Linked DNA regions of Pan troglodytes: region 2 is linked to region 1. Evidence: chromatin contacts called from public HiChIP or PLAC-seq data. All regions are on one chromosome and are shown on one strand. Each heading gives the region's core, a stretch centred on a gene start, on an enhancer-like site or on the middle of the called end of the contact. The rest is flanking DNA. Distances are from core to core; before and after follow the strand shown.

Region 1 (4,143 bases), core at 1,572-4,071:
GAGAAAACACATGAACATTTATGTAAGTTGAAAGTAAAGAGTCCTCAGAAGCTAAGAACTGAAAGTACAAGGGAGAATAAGAATAATTGAGCCAAGTCTCAGAAAGTTTGGAGGAAGCAGCATGCTGACCTGGGCAAGAGTTTGCCTTGGAAAGGAGTAAAGTTGCTTTTATTTCTGAAACAGGTGGGAAGGAGGTAAGGGTGGGTAAAGTTGCTATTAAGCTGGAGCTTGGAGAGGAGGGAAATTGAGATGGTCATACTATTTCCTCCTTGAAATAAGAGGCTAGTTATTCTCCTGTGAATAGACAAGTAAGGGAAAGCCTGGATTTTTACCAGTGACTGGGTCAGGGGAGGGAAGAGGGGAGAAAAGGGAGTTGGAAAGTGACTGGAGCAATTAGGAAAGAGAGTAAGGCTCAGGCTTGTAATCCCAGCACTTTGAGAGTCCAAGGTGGGAAGACTGCATGAGCGCAGGAGTTCAAGGTCACCCTGGGCAACAAAGTGAGACTCCTGTCTATACAAAAAATAAAAATAATAATTATCAGGACATGGTGACTGGTGCCTGTAGTCCCAGCTGCTTGGGAGGCTGAAGTAGGCGGATCCTTTGAGGGCGGGAGATCAAGGCTGCAGTGAGCTATGATTTCGCCACTGCACTCCAGCCTGGATGACAGAGCAGAGCCAGAGCCTGTCTCAGTTGAAAAAAAAAAAAAAAGAGGAAAAGGAAAAGAGTAGAGTTGCAATATTTAGCAGATAAAAAATATAGCTCATGGCTGGGCACGGTGGCTCATGCTTGTAATCCCAGCACCTTGGGAGGCCAAGGCAGGTGGAACGCCTGAAGTCAGGAGTTCGAGACCAGCTTGGACAACATGGTGAAACCCCATCTCTACTAAAAATACAAAACTAGCTGGGTGTGGTGGTGCATGCCTGTAATCCCAGCTTTTCAGGAGGCTGAGGTAGGAGAATTGCTTGAACCTGGGAGGCGGAGGTTGCAGTGAGCTGAGATCACGCCACTGGACTCCAGCCTGGGCAATAGAGTGAGATTCTGTCTCAAAAAAAAAAAAAAAAAAAAAAAAAAAAGATAGCTCACACAGTTACATTTGAATGGCACATTTATGACAAATTTTTGTTTAGTGTATGCTCCAAAGATTGTGTGGTATTTTATCTGGAAACTCTTAAAGAGAAACACTAAAGCATGTGTAAAGAACAACAAAGCCACTTTGAAATCAAAAATTGGAAATGGAGCAAACTTAAGGTAGGAATATTGGGCTTGACTTCTAGGCAGCAGCAGACAGGGAGTTGTACTGGCATTCAGGAGATAGCTTGAGAATGCAATTTTTAGGGCCTCCTTGGAGAGCAATGGGAAGAGACTTATAAGGGAACTAGAGACTTGGAATTGGCCAGGACGCCATTGCTGGAAACATTTGCCTACTATCTAATTTTACCTAAGTTGATCATCTACAGTTATATCTCATAGGTGTGTACTAAAGATGAATATTATTAAATAACAATCTGAAAGATTTTTGGACTCTGTAAAACACTTTATCAATATTGAATGTTAAAAACCAGTGGTATTCACAAGAAAACAACTGATATCCCCAAGGAAATTCTTGAACCTGTTTGAGGTTTATCATGGTGGTCTGGAGTAGTGGTTAAGAGTCTGCAGCCTGTCCCACATTAATCAAGCTGCTTAATATGTCTGGGAGTCAATTTCCTTGTTTGTAAAATTAGAATAATTATAGTGCCTAACTTGTCAGATTAAATGGATTAATATGTGTAACACTATGTGCAAATACTAAAAGTACAATGTTACATGAGATATCATAGGCAGACAATGAGAAGTTTTAGAAAACATTCATTAATATGCATATGTATACACTTTGTATGCTTACGTAGAAAATGAGTGGTTTTAAAAGGACATTCATTAGCATACTTTTACATGCATTTTGTAGACTTGTACAGCCAGAAATGCAGCAAATGTAAAACTTTAAATCTAGAAGTCTGTTTCCCTCTAGGAACATATATTTCAATTCCTTAACTGTTTATTGACTGATAGCGTTTGAGCCACAAGGCAAGGCATTTGCAATATTTAGGTTTTGGAACCCAGCTCTGCCACTCACTAGCTGGGAAATCTACAAGTCACCTTAGTTGTCTGAATGACTCTCAACAATAAAATGGCCAGCAATGCTTACTTACTTCACAGAGCAGTAAGGTTAAATTAACCTAGCACATGCTTGATACAGACTAGGTGTGAAATTTCACTTTGATTCCTTTGGCTTTAAAGAATGCATAAATTAGTGTGGGTGGAGGCGGGAGAAGGGGGGGAATGCCAAGTCCCCCGTTTTGTTGTGCTGGGTAGACACAATATACCTCTTCCCCTTTAAGTGAAATAAGTCTTCAAATCCAATTAGGATCTACTCTGGAGTCTTAGAGGACCGTTATCTTGGTTTCCACATTATATGCACTGTACTGTTGTTGAAGCTGTGGGTATGTATTGGGTGCGTCGCTGTCGATGAATGCTTTAAAACAGCTGTGAATTAACTGTCACTTCTTTTTTTTTTGGCAAACTCACAAAATCCCAGAAGTCAGGGGTCTGTTGTTTGTTCATTCTGCCTCCTTCTGAGTCATTCAGGTACAGGGTGTGTCTGCCAATTGAAACTGCACAGCGGAGGAAGTTTTTGAGTTCACATCTGCCGGGATGGGAACGCAGTGCGACCAGGGACTGGGTGGAAACTTTTACAACAGTAATGCAAGGGCAGAAGCGTCCTGTCCTGAGCTTGTCACGCAGGCAGATCTGACCAAGGCCGCCTCTCAGCCTCACGTTCTTAAGTAGCATCTAAGCAAAAGAAAAGGGTGGGCAAAGTGCTAGTAATGAGAATTTGAGGCCTCTGAGTCGACTCCCAAGCAGAATGTGAGAGAAGGGTGCCGGCTCCTGTTGGGCAGCTGCAGTTGCTCCGCAGCTCCTGGCCGAGAATCTTCCCCTTTGGAAATTCCTGAGCTGCCCAGGCGTTTTGAATCTCTCAGGACTCAGCAGCAGCCCACCCCCTCAACGACATCTCCATTGGCCAGAATCTGGGACACACAGCCTGACTTTGTGCTCAGCTGAGGGAAACCCCTCGCCCAACACCAAAACCGGCGCCGGTTCATTTCTCTGTGCACTCTGGGAAAGCCACTGCCCCTCAGACCGCAGTTTCGAGTAGCACGAGGATCTGGGGTGGCGGGGGGAGTACAGGAACCTCCCGGTTCATTCTCCCTCCCGGGCTGCTTGTCTCCTCCGTACCTCTCGCAGCCCCTTCCCAGCCTCTCCTCCCCAGAGCGCCGCCGACACTCGCCGGGCCGCGGCTCAGGTTTTCTGCTGCTCGCGCGAAAGTGGCTCGGGGAGCTCCTGGCCACAAGCTCAGCACACCGATCCTCCTAGGGCTGCGGGGGGTGTGGGACCAGGGCGGTGCGCTACGAGACTCCGGGCCGTCCTCTGCCTCCTCAGACTTTTCGAGAGAAAAGTTTTCAAAGTCTCTCCACCTTTTTTTTTTTTTTTTTCAGGGGCTCGGGAGAATCCTCTCCACAGCCAGGGATCAGCATCTATCTGGGCGAGGGCAGTGATTTATACAGTAGAATCCAGGGGTTACCGGGCTCCGCCCCTTCTCTCTCTTTTTTTCTTTCATTTGTTGTTTGGGGAGGAGGGGTTCTTTTTTTGCTTCTGCCCCAGATCTTTCCTGGACAGTGCGTCTCAGCAGTTCAGATCCGGGGGCCCCCAGCTGGCAGAGGGCGTGGGGGGGGTTAAGGCATTAACCCCTCCCAGCCTCTTCCTGAAGAAACCACCTAGCCTTGGCGCGGCGCTGGGTGACTTCGCGTAGCAGGCAGGGAACTGGCCGCGGCGAGCCGGACTGGCCATTGGAGTGCTCCGCTGCGGAGGGAGGGGACCCCGACTCGAGTAAGTTTGCGAGAGCACTACGCAGTCAGTCGGGGGCAGCAGCAAGATGCGAAGCGAGCCGTACAGATCCCGGGCTCTCCGAACGCAACTTCGCCCTGCTTGAGCGAGGTAGGGGGCGGCGAATGGCGGGGGACGCGGGCGCGGGGAGCCCGGTTGTGGTAGGGCTTAGGTGTCAGAAACGAATTTTTAAGTCGAACGAGGCAAACAAAAACTTTGAAA
Region 2 (4,151 bases), core at 757-3,256, 210 kb before region 1:
TAAAAAAGACACTAAAGTTAAAGGACTTCTCCAAGGTCACATTAACATGTAACAAAGCAAAGATAAAACTATATCCAAACTTTCCTCTATGCCATCCCCTGATATCTCATTCTATCAAACTGCTGTTTTGATATTTGTCTGTCTTTTCTTGAAGGTGTTAAGTTCCTTTTACTTTTCCTTAATCACTGATTAGAGATGCACATTTCCATCATTTCGAGCTTAGATATTTTGGTTCTATCCTAAGAGTGAAAAAATGAGAAAAAAAAATGTTTTTTAAATCAAAGCTGGCCTTAGGCTGGGTGTGGTTGCTCGTGCCTATACAATCCCAGCACTTTAGGAGGCTGAGGCGGGCAGATCGCTAGAGTCCAGGAACCTGTGATCAGCCTGGGCAATGTGGCAAAACCCTCTCTCTACAAAAAATACAAAAAATTAGCTGGGCATGATGGCACCCACCTGTAGTCTCAGCTACTCGAGAGGTTGAGGTGGGAGGATACTTGAGCCCAGGAGGTTGAGGCTGCAGTGAGCCATGATCATACCATTGCACCCCAGCCTGGGCAACAGAGCAAGACTTATTTTCTCTCTCTCTCCACATATATGTATATATCAAAGTTGGTCTTTGCACACAACTTTTATTTAAATGCATGGCCAATTCAAGTAGCAGTTCTTCATTCCTTCTATAAGATTTTAAAGTAATCTGAGGCCTAAAAATTTTAAGTCTATTTTTTGTTTGGAAGACATGACAATAAATCTGCTCCTTCCTCCCGTAACATATGTATTAATCTTTTGATTTACATTCTACTTAGAGTTTGACAATGAACCTGAAGTTGACCCTTCCCCCAAATTTACTGGGCCCTTATGAGGGCCAACTAAATGTATAATATACTAACAAATACTTTGGTTACTTAGTGTATACTCATATAAGTGTATACTCATACATTTGTATATATTAAGTCCAAGCTCACTCAATATATACAAGTGTATCAGTATAAGCCTTATTGGGAGATAGTCTATTTAAGATAAGATCTCTCTGGACAGGATACAAAAAGGCAATCGCCATTCCCTATGGACATACTTCAAAGGGGGAAGCTTTCAGCTTGGTTTTTGAATATATATAACCAACTCATTAAGGCTGTGTCAGCACCTCATTAGCACTCAACTCAGAAAGGATTTCTTGACTACCTCATGAAATAAGGGGTTTTGATAACTATCCCCCAAGAGTATAAAATAGCTTTCCTATTTACTGGAGAAAGCCACAAAATTAGACTTGTAAAATAGGACAAAGCACCCTTTCATTTTCCAAGTCACTTGGTTGGTGTATAATTTCCATTCTTCTGCTCCTCAGATCATTAATGAACAAGGGTTCATTAATGCGTTTCAAAGGGTTTAAACAAGCAGACCTGAAAATTCTGTTCAGCTTAGTGTATGAAAATTAGATGTTAGATAGCTTTCTTCCCAGGAGGCTGGGGAACGCTCAGCACCTACCAAGGCTTCCTTCCCTACAGTCAGGACTGAGGTGTAGGCTTCCAGATACACTCGACTGCAGCGTCTAACAACTTCCAGGCCCTTGACTGTGATGTCCTTGGCATCTCCCAGGCCCAAGCCGATGAGATAAAGCATTTCAAACTTCAGGAGAAGAGAGACTGCAAGACGAAGTGGACAGAAAAACCGTCAGTTACACCGAGGACATCTAAAATCTAGTGATGAACACGATGACAACCAAAGTAGCACAAGAGAAGAGGCAACTCACAAGGAGGCGTTTGGGAACCTTATGTCACGCTTAAGGACTGGGATAAGAGGTTTTAAACAACCCTACCAGTTTTGCCGCTTGTTACACAAACCTAGGAGCAGCCAATTACCCGCTGAGAGAATCGTAGCTAGTTCCCTGGCCTTTACAAATTCTTAACTACCACCTTTCCGCAGAAGCAACTGCAAAACCGCCGGCTCCGTGCAGAGAAAAGGCCCACGCCGCCGGCCTCACCTACGGTGCCGCAAAATGCTGGTGCCTTTACTGCACTTTACGACTAGCGGGAGGGGGCCGGGCTAGCGGGCTACTGGGCTGCGGAGACCAGACCCCGGCTCCACTGGTGGAAACCCGCCGGCTGCTGGGGCAGGGCGGCGAAAGGTCAGTCGGCCGAGAGGAGTCCGTGGAGCCACCGTTTCATAGCCTCAGGGAAAGGATCGGGCGTGCTCACGAGCCCTCTAACCCATGGCTTAAACACCCGCTTCCTAAGCCTGGGTAAGTGCAGTAGCTCTTCGCTCGAGAGGAGCCATGTGGAAGAGAGTCGTCGGGAGGGGCCCTGCGCCCTACTCCTCCTCTCCAGAAACAGGGAGGGCTGGGAAGGATTTTCCTGATTTGTCCCCGGATTTGGCCGAGTGCACAGATTTTAATTCCAGTCTTCTCATCCTCCTGTAGTTCAACTAGGTGTCTTCTTGGTGAAGCGTGAGATTGGCAAACCCAGCAGTGAGTGTGCTTCTGATTTCCCAACAAGGCAATGACTCCTTGGGTTTGTCCCCAAGACCTTATGCCTGGAGTGCCCCAAGGATGCTTCAGTCACCCTCAGTGTCAGGAATCCCAGACCTTCCTGTATCTAAAGAAGTGACCTTTAATAGTGCTCAGGGATTTCAGACCTCTCAAGTGTTTCTGCCGGGGGAATTCTTATAAAGCTGTTGGTTACATGTAATTAGGAATAGGGAAGATTTGTTTTGACTGAAAATGCTCTTCCCAAGGTGACCTCATCCAGGTTAAAAAAGACAGCTGTCATTGCTTTTCTTAGCAGGCAGTGTTGGTTACTCAGAATTTTCCTGTTGCCTCCCCGACAATGCCCAACTCCGCTTCCTTGAACCTTAGCTTTTTTTCATTCCCAGGTTCCATCCACCTTTTTGCACTTCCTATCTATAAACTCTTCGTGGCTGGTTTTATCCCCTCTCATTACGTTGATCTATTCCTCACACCACATACACACCCCAAAAAACTCAAAATGGATCGTAGATGTAAATGGAAAACCTAAACCTATACCAGAAGAAAACATAGGAGGAAATATTTGTGACCTTATTTAGGCAAATATTTCTTAAACCAAAAGCGTGATGAAAAAAATTGATAAATTGGACTTCAACAAAGTAAAAATTTATGCTCTTCAAAAGACTTGAAGCCACATACTGAAAATATTTACAAAGCATGTATCTGATGAAGGACTTGTATGGAGAATATATAAGGAGCACTCAAAAGCAATAATAAAACAGCTCGTTGTTTAAAAATGGGCAAAAGATTTGAATAGACACCAAAGAAGATACACAAATAACAAATAATTATTTTAAAAGATCTTAAACAAACAAAAAAAATCCTAAACATCATTAGACATTAGGAAAATAAACATTTAAATCACAATGAGCTACCACAACCCACCTATTAGAATGGCTTAAGTAAAACAAACAAAACCTCACAAAAACTGGCTGTTCACTCAGAATTCCTAGTATCGCTAATATTTTGTAGATTCAAATTTCAGCCTCCTATCCAGACTTCCTCCCTCTTGGCTTCATGTTAACGTTCTGCTGGAAATCTTCACCTAGATAACCTGGAAGCATATTCAACACATCCAAGGTTGAATCCATCACCTTCCCTTTCAATTTTGCTTTTCTTTCCATATTATCTACTTGGATGGGTGGGGGCGGGGGGTGGGTGAGGAGAGTATTGTCATCAACAGATTAACCCCAGCCAGACACTTGGGAGTCACCCCCACATCGTCTGTCATGTCTGCCTGTGTATCTCAATAGAAACCATACCGTCTGTCACCATCTTGATTCTCAGGTCCTCATTTTGTCACTCTTGTAGCTGATAATCATGTCTCCTTCACTCAAGGGGGTCAGAGAGTTATAGTTAACAATCTGAAAATATTACACCCCTTCTAGATCCTTCTGAGGCCAAGAGAAAGTCCAGGTTTGTTAACATACCCCACAAGATCATTCGTGCTGTGGCCACTGCCTACCTTTTTAGCATCATCTCTCTCCACTCCATACCATGAGCTTTCTCTCCAGCAATACTGAATTGCTTGTAGTTCTCTGCCCACAACATGCTGCTTTGTTCCTCTACGCTGCTGCCTCATCATAGAATATTGTCTCCCATTCTGTCCTGCCTAGATCACTAATACCCATTC

What was found. HiChIP or PLAC-seq counts read pairs in DNA pulled down with a chosen protein or histone mark.
Region 2: an H3K4me3 HiChIP or PLAC-seq map of stem cell-derived excitatory neurons shows a contact between it and region 1, with 6 times the contacts expected there. The contact joins the promoter of DPH5 here to the promoter of S1PR1 in region 1. A contact is called at or near these places in 2 of 7 Hi-C or Micro-C datasets (blood and stem cell-derived neural progenitor cells) and 1 of 1 datasets of contacts at active chromatin or transcription factors (stem cell-derived excitatory neurons).

What each region holds. Positions count from the first base shown.
Region 1 is chr1:129,939,937-129,944,079 of NHGRI_mPanTro3-v2.0_pri, reverse strand. It overlaps S1PR1 (sphingosine-1-phosphate receptor 1), which reads left to right and starts at 2,821. Exons shown (of 3, transcript XR_010153002.1): 1 at 2,821-4,032.
Region 2 is chr1:130,151,512-130,155,662 of NHGRI_mPanTro3-v2.0_pri, reverse strand. DPH5 (diphthamide biosynthesis 5) reads right to left here and starts at 2,006. Exons shown (of 8, transcript XM_009426433.5): 1 at 1,911-2,006; 2 at 1,483-1,640. The coding sequence starts at 1,617. LOC736093 (a long non-coding RNA gene) reads left to right here and starts at 2,024. Exons shown (of 6, transcript XR_010153056.1): 1 at 2,024-2,236.